Regions from separate parts of the Podarcis muralis genome. Here region 1 is linked to region 2. A link is a contact called in public Hi-C data. All regions are on one chromosome and are shown on one strand. Each heading gives the region's core, a stretch centred on a gene start, on an enhancer-like site or on the middle of the called end of the contact. The rest is flanking DNA. Distances are from core to core; before and after follow the strand shown. Region 1 holds the start of DSCC1 (DNA replication and sister chromatid cohesion 1). Region 2 holds the start of MRPL13 (mitochondrial ribosomal protein L13).

The links. Hi-C and Micro-C count contacts between places; a contact is called where the count stands out from the background.
Region 1: a Hi-C map of blood shows a contact between it and region 2, with 3 times the contacts expected there. The contact joins the promoter of DSCC1 here to the promoter of MRPL13 in region 2. A contact is called at or near these places in 2 of 3 Hi-C or Micro-C datasets (blood and tail).

Annotation. Positions count from the first base shown.
Region 1 is chr8:15,739,354-15,744,877 of rPodMur119.hap1.1, reverse strand. DSCC1 (DNA replication and sister chromatid cohesion 1) reads right to left here and starts at 4,118. Exons shown (of 9, transcript XM_028736232.2): 1 at 3,817-4,118; 2 at 2,609-2,777; 3 at 1,489-1,623; 4 at 100-190. The coding sequence starts at 3,989.
Region 2 is chr8:15,457,538-15,462,740 of rPodMur119.hap1.1, reverse strand. It overlaps MRPL13 (mitochondrial ribosomal protein L13), which reads right to left and starts at 1,259. Exons shown (of 7, transcript XM_028736224.2): 1 at 1,126-1,259. The coding sequence starts at 1,152. MTBP (MDM2 binding protein) reads left to right here and starts at 1,287. Exons shown (of 22, transcript XM_028736223.2): 1 at 1,287-1,415; 2 at 2,424-2,504; 3 at 3,052-3,125; 4 at 3,210-3,361; 5 at 4,985-5,043. The coding sequence starts at 1,346.

The DNA of each region.
Region 1 (5,524 bases), core at 2,869-5,368, 280 kb before region 2:
AACCTTTAGATAAGAAGGAATTCTAAGAGACAGGGAGAAAACAATGCAAATAGACCCCCCCCACATTAAAAATATGAGCTCCAGATTATCCCCAAATACCTTCAATTTGGCATGCTTTTAGAACCTTCAGTTGATCCATTATTTCTTCCTCACTTGCTTGGACTTGATCTAGTAACTCTTCTGTTGTGTACTGTAAAAGACACACAAAAGTATTAAGCCAATATTTATTCTCATACTAGATTTTATGACTATCTGTCTGTAAGGGTTATAGCCAATGAATTTATACTGTTAGCATGCAATGGGACTTCTTCTCCTCTCCTGTGACCACCCCCTTCTCTTTTGTTAGGCTGGGGAAACCCCAGAACATATTGAGAGGGATGTGGGGAAGGTGAAAGTACTTGCACTAATGGGACAACTACATTTCCTTGGATACAACCCTGAATCTCCATTGACATTGATAATGCTACATCCCACAGTGAGAACGGGGTCTAGGAAAGAGAGATAATGTATATTACTCTCAAACTGGACAAGCATACACTGCACCAATCCCAAGTGCTTGCAGCATGCAAGTCCTATCTCAGCACATGCCTCACTTATCATAATGACAGATACTTAAGTAACAATGTCAAAAAGAGGAAACGGAAAAAAACCCATCAACTTATTTTTAAGATTTGTGAAGTAATTCAAACTTTTTAAAATATTTTTTTTCTGACATCTTTAATTGTTTTGAATTATGTGTTAAATAGAGTAGATTCCCATCTTCTTGAACACCATATCCACTAATCTGTTGGTTATAGAGAAGCCAAACGGAATGAACCTTCTGGTACTCTTGGAGCTAGCTTTATGTTTTGAAACATAGGCCTTTGAGAACTAGCATTGGGTAACAGAGAAGGTGAAGCAGAGGATTCAAAGTTCATCTCTGCTGTGAGCTTGTTAAGTGACCTTAGCCAAGTCTCTCTCGCTCTCCCTTCCGACTCAGCTCACTTCCACCAAGAGGGAGAGAATAATACACACTTTTACCTTACAGGATTGGTGTAAGGTAAGGCAGTGTTTAATATCACTTGATATTCACCAGTTACACTCATTACCTTGCAATCATTTACAGTGGTGCCCCGCAAGACGAATGCCTCGCAAGACGAATGCCTCGCAAGATGAGTTTTCCATTTTTTGAGTCGTTCCGCAAGACGAATTTCCCTATGGGCTTGCTTCGCAAGACGAAACGTCTTGCGAGTTTGTTTCCTTTTTCTTAAAGCCGCTAAGCCATTAATGGCCGCTAAGCAGTTAATAGCCGCTAAGCCGCTAATAGCCGTGCTTCGCAAGACGAAAAAACTGCAAGACAAAGAGACTCGCGGAACGGATTAATTTCGTCTTGCGAGGCACCACTGTAATAGCTTCATTTCTATTCTTTCACAAGAGCAATCTAAACTATGCATTTTTTAAAAGCTGATGCCAAAGAAGCTTTTCCACCAACTCCTCTCCCGTTTTTACCTTTGATTTAGTCGAACTTCTCTCGTTTTCACCGTCTGGTCCTTCATAAGGATTTTCCATCATAAGTTTCTTGAGTTTCTTTAACTTAGGTCGGCATCTTCTTAGTTCCCAGTAATTATTGGAGAAGCCTGCAATCTATAGCAATAGCCTTAATTGGAATTTGCCATGACTAATATTTAAATCTGTCAGTCGCAGAGATCCCCTGATCAGCATCAGACCTTGTAATGAAAATATCAGGATGCCCTTCTGTTTGGCATATTAGATGCTCCTTCGGAGGGCACCTTTCCCGTTTCCAACGGAAGGTAGCCGTTGAGGTGGTGAGAAGAAGAATGAATGCAAAAAGGAGAACCGTGTTCCCAAAAGCAACAACTAAGAAGATTTATAAGCCCAATGTGTTGCAGGACACAAGTTTCATCTGCGGGAGCAATCTTAAAACTTCAAAATGTTGTAGAACAGCTGAAGCTGCTTGCACAAACATTGCTGCCTAGCTGGTACTGTAGGGAAGACCCTTTTACAGAACACATTTCTCCTTTTCCCATTATTTATGGTTCCGTGCCTCCTTCCTGTTCTTTTTGCATTTGGGCGGTGGCCAATGAAAAACAAACAGGACTTGCCCTATGAACGTGCAGGGCTATAATAACTCCTGTATCTGCTTCATGGTCTTCTTGCCACCAAAATGGCAACTTTCAAATAGGAAAAGAATTCATGCTAGTGTTCTGTCACATACACTTTTTCTTTAAGAAAAGTAAGACTCTTATAAATCATGCAGCTAGAAATGGGGGGAAAATAATGCTATGTATGGCACCTGGGTCATCCAAGCACCAATACCAGCCCTGTGTTCTAATTCCTGTTCAGCCATTAACTTTTTTATGTTATCTTGGATCAATCCTCCTTATCCTGCTAACCCAAATCATAGAATTGCACTAAGCGTAAGACAGGACCACCCCTTATAAACCACTTTGAATGCCATGGAAGGAAGGAAGGAGGGATATAAATGTGATAGATTTTTTTTTAAAGAGTATATAAATGGAAGTGGGTTAGAACCTACATTTTCAAAGATAGGTAGCCATTTGCGGTTGGCTTCAGAAAAGTCTCTCTCTCTCACTCACACACAAAATACCTGAGTGTAAAGTATATTAGAAGCTGTCTTGTTTATACCAAGCTGCTCTGGAGTTTCACAGCCAGGTATGAAAAGCAATGTATTAGAGGTATCTGCTATTTTCATGTCATAGGTTTTATCTTTACTGCATAACACAGCATGTTCATCGCGGTCTCCACGGATCACCAGGCTGCAAAACAAAACAAAACAAAACAAAACAATTAAATACAGAGTCACTGCAGCAATGGTTTGTTTGGGTTTTTAAAGCAGCATTTACTTCTGAATAGCAAGCAAATTTTAAAATAATGAAAGGATGCTAGGTTTCAATTGTTACTAATGTTACTATATATCAGGATATTATGTATAAAAACAGCAAATTTGACTTGCTCAATGTTAAAAACAAACAAGCAAAAAACCAGCCAAACTCTAACTTCATTCTCCCCATTTGATTCACAACATTTGGGCCCTAGTTCAACACATGCTTCACTGTGTTGTTATTTTTAACAACCCAGAAGTGCAGACAATAAGGCAGGCCACAAGTCTTTGCTATTTCAGTACACTTTGTTGTGCATAGACTGTACAAATATGTCATACAAGTCTAAGACTGCACCACTCTGCGATCTACTAAGGTGTAATCAGAAGTAAAAATGCTTACAATCCTGCATACAGGATGCATCCAACGGAAGTCACTAACCATCAGGACTTATTGAAGAGCAATCTGATAAAACAGGAATGCATTCCAACCCACAATTTCTAAATGTTGATCATCCTGCTTTGACATAAAGGCGGGTAAGGTTCTCTTTTTTCATCTGTAGTCCAGCTTTGAATCCCACCGGGGGGAAAGGCTGGGTAAAATTAATGCATAATGATAATAATAAAATAAGTTTAATAACACTTAAAAAAAATTTTTTAGAAAAAACTGGCTGTCACTTAAGGCGGGGCACACTTTCAAAGGAGTCTTTTCAAGTGGTAAATGTTTATTGCTCCAAAATCTGAAAAAGCCAGTCATCCTGATGGGGGGGGGGGTCTCCTGGTAAGGAAGGGGTGTCTCTGGACTTGTATATAAAAACCGTGGTGAGCTCTCCACGTGGGAGCTCCCTAGGAAATGCTATTAACCCTCCAAGCCGCCTGGGGCCGCTGTAGACTAGAGCCAAGCCCAACCACAGAGCCGAGTGCTAGAAAGTACCGCTTTACCCCTCTCCCCCCCCCCGCAGCGTGCGCATGCGTACCTCCGCCCCGCTTCCAACTCGGCGCAAAGCTCCGGCTCCAACTGCAAGAGGCGGCACTCCCCGGCGTCCGCCGCCTGGGCGCTGAAGCTGAGGCACTGCGCCGCGGGGAGCAGCTCCGCCGGGTCCAACTTGGCGACGTGCAAGGTGGCGTCTACTTCCTCGCGGCTCCTCATCCTCAGTTTTGGGGCGGGGGTGTGTGGCCCGTAACGGAAATAACGGCCTCCTCCGACGTCTCCTAGCAACGGCGCTCGGGGGAAAAGAGGCCTGCTCCAAAAGCGCGCCAAAAACCGCTCGGAGTGGGCGGGGCCTGGCGCTCGACGTGCCTGATTGGTAGATGGGCGGGGGCTTAAAGCGGCAAGGCTGTGATTGGGCGCGAGGGTGAAAAATCGCTGGCGCTCTTGCGGGTGTACTGAGCGCGCGGCTTTTACTTAAGGGTTGATTTTGTGGTTCTTGTGCATGTTCGGTGAAATAGGTGGGAGGGAGGGAAGATTATTTTTTTTTAACCCTTGTAAATTTTTAAGAAGGTAAAGCTTCTGTGTTCTCTGTTTAAAAAAATTACTCCTAATCCAGAATTATTTCACTAGTGTTTAGTTGAGATTCCTGCATTGCAGGACTACATAAGCCCTATGGTATCCTCCAGCTGTACAATTCTATGATTCTGTGTTAGATTATTTGCAATTAACTTTCCTATTTCTACAGTATTAAAAACGCAATGCTCTTCGCAGTTTACAGTATCTTTAACTATTTGCACCACACAAGCAAAAAAAAAGAGCATGGAAGGGTTTTTGGTTTTTTTAAAAAGCAAAAGTTAAGGTTTTTCCATCTAGACCTATGCATATTTATGCAAATGTTAATCCAGTGAATTCAGTGGAGTTTACATATAAACCAGATTGCCGGCTGACCATGAACCGGGCTTGGTGACTTAGCAGCTGCCAATGCAGTATCTTTAGGATTGGAATGGCATGATCCTGTCTGGCTGCAGCTTCCAGACCATTTTTCAGGGAAGACCCATGTAGAGCGCATTGCATTGCAGTATATATTACCTCTAAATGGGTCCACACCAGACTGCCTCTCCTTTTGAGTTTGGAAGCAGATTAAAGGCTGTATAAAGAACCATGTTTTGCTCTTCTTGCGGCTTCCCCCTGTGGTGAACCACAGAGGTGCAGATTGGATTGTCTTCCTGGGCAGTGCGGAACAGTATTGCCAGGCTCTGGACCAGCCTCATCAAACTCAAGCTAGCCGCTGGATCCTCCTAAATGGAAGGACGGTCCATGGTTTTGTGTTTCAGCTGGAACTTTAGAGCACCTTTGGTCTTCACAGCCTTGTTTCTGGCACAACACCTGGCTCCTCTCTTGACAGGTGCTCACAGCTCTTGCGCCGAAGATTGTGGGTGCCCACAACAAAGGGCTTCAACTATGCCCATTGACTTTGTGGGGCCTCAGCCCCACAAATATAGTGGCTTCCAAAGCACCCATGGCCTCCAGTGCTCACAGCTTAGCCTTGTGGGGTCACACAGATGTGCAAGCAACAAGGGAAGCCTTGGGATGGGTAGAAGTGTCTTGCTGTTCCTTTGTTGCTGCCCACTTGCAGATTGCTGTGCCCTTCCTAGCCACACTGTTGAGGAAAATAGCAACTGCCTAACCGTTTGTGACCAACTTGGCAACCCTTTGTCCTTCACTAAAGATCTTCTGTTTCTCAAGGGGAGACC
Region 2 (5,203 bases), core at 10-2,509:
GTAAAGAACAACATTACAGTATAATAAAAATGAAGTTCTGTAGCACATTAATGCATCTGGTATATGCCATAATTAGAGTTCCTAACATAACCCTCAATTAATGGGTTAAGCGGGGGGGGGGGTGTCACACACCACCTGTCACATGGAAATGTGCGTAACAAGACTCAGAGGCAATTTCCCTTTAAAGTTGTGGCTCTTCAGATTTTCTCTAATTCCGCAACACTCAACAGCCCAGCCAGCATAGTCAATGGTCATGGTAGTTGTAGTCCAGCAAAAAAATCTGGAGGGTCAACAGCGCCCAGCCTACAGGAAGTCCGCAAGCAGGACCCAACTTGTGACTCCCCAGCATACTGCCTCTGACAGTGGAGGGCAGCACATAACCATCTTGGTTGAAACAGGCAAGAGAAGGAACAAGTCCCTTGTCCTTTCCTGGTCACTTTTCTGGGGAGTCTACGCAAGGAGGTGCCCCTGAAAGGCTACTCTTCTGGGAAGAGAAGAAAACCAATAAGCATTGCGTTTTTACACCCAGAAGGAAATGGGGAGACACTGTTATATGACACCCCGACCTCAATGCTGGAGGCAGAACATGGTTTTACCTAAAGAGCTTGGGCTTGCGATTTATACAACCGAGCAATCACACGTTCCCACTAAATATATATGAGTTTATTTGGTAACGTTCATGGATTATCTGACATATCTGGTACCAAATAAAAACCTTGCGTTCCACTATTTTGCATCACCTTTTCTGCTCTAAGCATTTATTATTATTATTATTATTATTAACGTTGTGATCTCAGGAGGAAGGGTGGTACAGTATAACAATTCAGTTAATAGCAATAATAATAACCATGTGACTTTATTCTTAACGACAACATCAACACATTTCCGCTACGGTTACGGATCCCTTTACCCCCCCCCCCCAGCTGCCCGATTTAAAACGGAAGACACATTTGCAACGCGCCGAGTCCCCCCAGACCTTTTGCAATACATTAAGGGCAACCCCCCCCCTTAAAGAATGCGGATTCACTCCGGATTAAGGCGCGCAGCCAGCCCGGCCCGGCCCGGGACTCCAGCAGCCCTGCGTGGTGCCTTTCCGAGGGGAAGGCCGGGGCCCCCTCTTGGTACCTGCGCGGCCTTGGTGAAGCTGGCCATGGCGGCTCCCGGAGGCTGAGGCCTCGCCGTCCAAGGAGCCTCTCTTGCCGGCCGCCAGCGGAAGGAGGGCGGCGTGCGGCGGCCGAGTCCTGTAGCTCCTCCTCGGGAAGCGGAAGCGGCGGCGGCGGCGAGGCGGGAGCGCCGCCGAGGGAGAGGCGGAGGCGGGAAGCGGGCGCCCGGCGACGGGGCCCTGATGGACCGCCACCTCCTCTTCGTGAGCTGGCGAGGCCGGCGAGGGGAGGCCGGAGCCGAAGGCCGCCCAGGTGCGCGCTTTCTTCCCGTGTGAAGCTCGCTGGCTTATGCCAGGTTTCGTTCACGTGTGCGCGTGTGAACGCCGTGTGTGTAATCACAGGTTTAATTCACGTGTATGCATGTGAATGTCGTGTGTTTATTCCAGGTTTAATTCACGTGTACACGTGTGAATGTCGTGTTTATCACAGGTTTAATTCACGTGTATGCATGTGAATGTCGTGTGTTTCTTGCAGGTTTGATACGTGTGTGAATGTCGTGTGTTTATTGCAGGTTTCATTCACGTGTACACGTGTGAATGTCATGTGTTTCTTGCAGGTTTCATTCACGTGTACACATGTGGACCTCGTTTGCTTATTGTCGCCCTCCCATGTCGGCATGTGAACCTCATTTGCTTATTGCAGTATCATTCATGTGCATGTGTGTGAACTTTGTGGGTTTTTTGCAGGTTTAATTCACATGTACAGTGTGAACTTATTTATTGCTGGTTCAATTCAGGTGTACAGTGTGAATCTCATTTGCTTATTGTTGGTTTAATTCATGTGTATGTTTGTGAACCTTATTGGTTAATTGCAAGTTTCATTCACATGTATGTGTGTAAACTTCGTGTGTCTATTGCAAATTTAATAAACGCGTACACATGTGAACCTCGTTTGCTTATTGTTGCTCTCCCATGCTGGCATATGAACCTTGTTTTCTTATTGCAGTATCATTCACATTTATGTGTGAATCTTGTGTGTTTATTGCTGGTTTAATTCATGTGTATGCATGTGGACTTTCTTGGTTTATTGCAAATTTCATTCACGTGTATGCGTGTGAATGTCATGTTTATTGCAGATTTCATTTATGTGTATGCATGTGAACCTCATTTGCTTATTGTCATCCTGGTTCATAGCTATATACTAGAGATATTTTGGCATGCATGGTACTGTAAATTTAAGGAATGCTTAATAAGGATGGAATGTGGATTCTTGTGTTCCTATGATGCTTCTTGCACATAAACTAAAATTCATATTTTGCAGGTTTGACTGCTGAAAGTATTTATAACTTACTAGAAACAAACTGCAGTACCTCACTAAACACAAAAGTTGAAGATTTCCCAGGTAAGTGAAACAGAAAATATTAGCATATGCCATGTTTTCAGACATTGGGGACTCGCAGGGGATGGGTAGGTCCAACCTGTGTTGCTTGTGAACCTCCCAGAAGCATCTGACTTGCTACTGTTGAGAACAGAAAAATATCTATAAATTTTAAACGTTTTCAGGTCTGTGCTTGAGATGCCAGTTACGGTAATTTATAAAGTCACAGCAGTCATTTATTGAGGGCCTCACAGATTTAGTTAACTGTATATGGCCACTAGAAAACAAGGGAAAACAGCAGCAACTAGCAAACCTTTTTCATGCAAGAGCTGGGGTGATGGGGAGAAAAGAGAGGATAATTAATAATGTAAAAAAAAAGACAATTGTTTACAGTAATATTTTGCATTTTGTTATTTAGTGTATATTTTTTGACAGAGCATCTTGCAGTTCTTGAGTCAGCCTTTGCAGTCCATTAAACATATCTGAAGAAGGAAATAGGGTTTGGATACAAGCTACTAATACCCTTTCTTTCTTTCTTTCTTTCTTTCTTTCTTTTCCTTCCTTTCTTTAGCATGTTCACTTGTTGGGACTCCAGGTGTGAAGGGATGGTATTTTGCAATTCAGTCAATATGTGGGTTTTCTCAGGTGAGTTAGCACAAGTTGCATCATTATCTACAATGTTAATATAACTTGGCCCGACCCTTACGGAATTTCCTTTTGATTGGATAGTTTTGCAGTTGTGACTGGGAGGACATCAATTTTGACCTGGAGGCGGATGAAAGCAAAATCTCTATTCAAAGAAATATCGAAGCGTGCCTTGGTGATTTTCAAAGTTTTGAGGACGACGACAGTAATAGCCGGGAATCCCTATCTCTGATTGAGTAAGCTGATTCAATATTTGATAATACACCCAAATAGTACAGTTTCAGAACCAGAAAACCTAGGCTGCAAACCAGAAAACCATGGGAATCATTGACTTTAGTAGGGTTGGACATAATTCACCTGGGAAGTCTGCAGTGGAGCACAACATCCTAGGTAGGAGGCCATGCAAAGGTGAGGGGAAGTAGTTTTATTGCCGCTGTACAAAAATGAAGCTGGGATACATACCAGGGAAGAACAAGGGCAAGATAGCTTGTCTTAGGTTGCTGTTAGCTGAGTGAGAATGGTGAAATAGCCAGGCTGAGGTCAGAAGGCCTGTGTGCATTTTATAACTTTATTTTCAACCAAATGAGTCCCTCAAGATAATTTGCAGGAAGCATAAGCAGTGAGACAATACAGGCACACCAGTTTTACAACGCAATTGTGATACGGAAGCAGTTATAAAGAGGGCATGCCTTTTGAGAACTTGGCTAGCTTCTTCGGTTGTCAGAACACGTGAAATGCATTCATGGGCTGTGAAAGCATGATTATGTTAGGCTGTTATGAGGCTGCATACAACAGCAGGCTTGGCCTTGTAAGCCTGGCAGTTTCTTGGAGAGGTTTTGACTAGTTGAATGTTAAAACATTATTTATTTCAGATCTAAATGGTGCATGGCAGGTGTTGTGAATTTTACAAGAAAACTCTAAATGCCAACACAAGGGGGAGCCAGTGTGTTGATCACTGAAACATGTCAAACAGAAGTTGCTTCATCTCTTTAGCCTGAAATTCTAAACGTACATACTTATGAATAAACCCAATTGAACTCAGTTAGGCTTGTTCTGAATAAACGTACATAGGGTTGTGTTATAAGTAGCAAAACAGTGTTAGTAAATGACTTGTTAGAGGGACATTTTTAGAGTTTGACTTGGCATATGACTTCTCTAACAAGCAGTGAATATTTTTTTTTAAACATAAAATTTAAATCATGGGTAGGCAAATTAAGGCTCGGGGGCCGCATCCGGCCCAATTGCCTTCTAAATCCGGCCCGCAGACGGTCTGGGAATCAGCGTGTTTTTACATGAGTAGAATGTGTCTTTTTATTTCAAATGCATCTCTGGGTTATTTGTGGGGCCTGCCTGGTGTTTTTACATGAGTAGAATGTGTGCTTTTATTTAAAATGCATCTCTGGGTTATTTGTGGGGCATAGGAATTCGCCCATTTTTTCCCCTTCAAAATATATCCGGCCCGCCACAAGGTCTGAGGGACAGTGGACCGGCCCCCTGCTGAAAAAGTTTGCTGACCCCTGATTTAAATCATCCTAGTGTGGATGTTTTCATAGGTTCTTTATGGCCTCCCTAACCCATGGGACTCCTCAAGAGTCTCCTCCAGCACCATAATTCAAAAGCATCAATTCTTCGGCGATCAGCCTTCTTTATGGTCCAGCTCTCACTTCCATTGGTACCAGACATCATTCCATTGGTACCAGACATCAAATAAGAAGCGAGCCTACTCATCTGTTTCACTCACTGAAGACATGTTGATACTTTGCAGTTCAAATATGTGGATTGCATAATGCTTGGAATATTTTAAAGCATTTTATTCTTGAAAGATGATAGCTTATTTATTTTCAATGTTTGTGTTTCAGTCTCTATGAAGAGTCTGCAGAGAGTATACATCTGTTAGCAGATAAGCTTCCTGCTCCTGGTAATCTTTTTTTAATAATCAAATCTTTTCCCCTGAAATACCTTTTTTAAATGCATTTGGGGTATAACAGATCTATTCCAATTTTTTTTTGTATGGTGATCCTTATTCAAGTAAGCATGCATGTTGTCTCTCCTGTACATAATCCTCTCATATTTGGCAA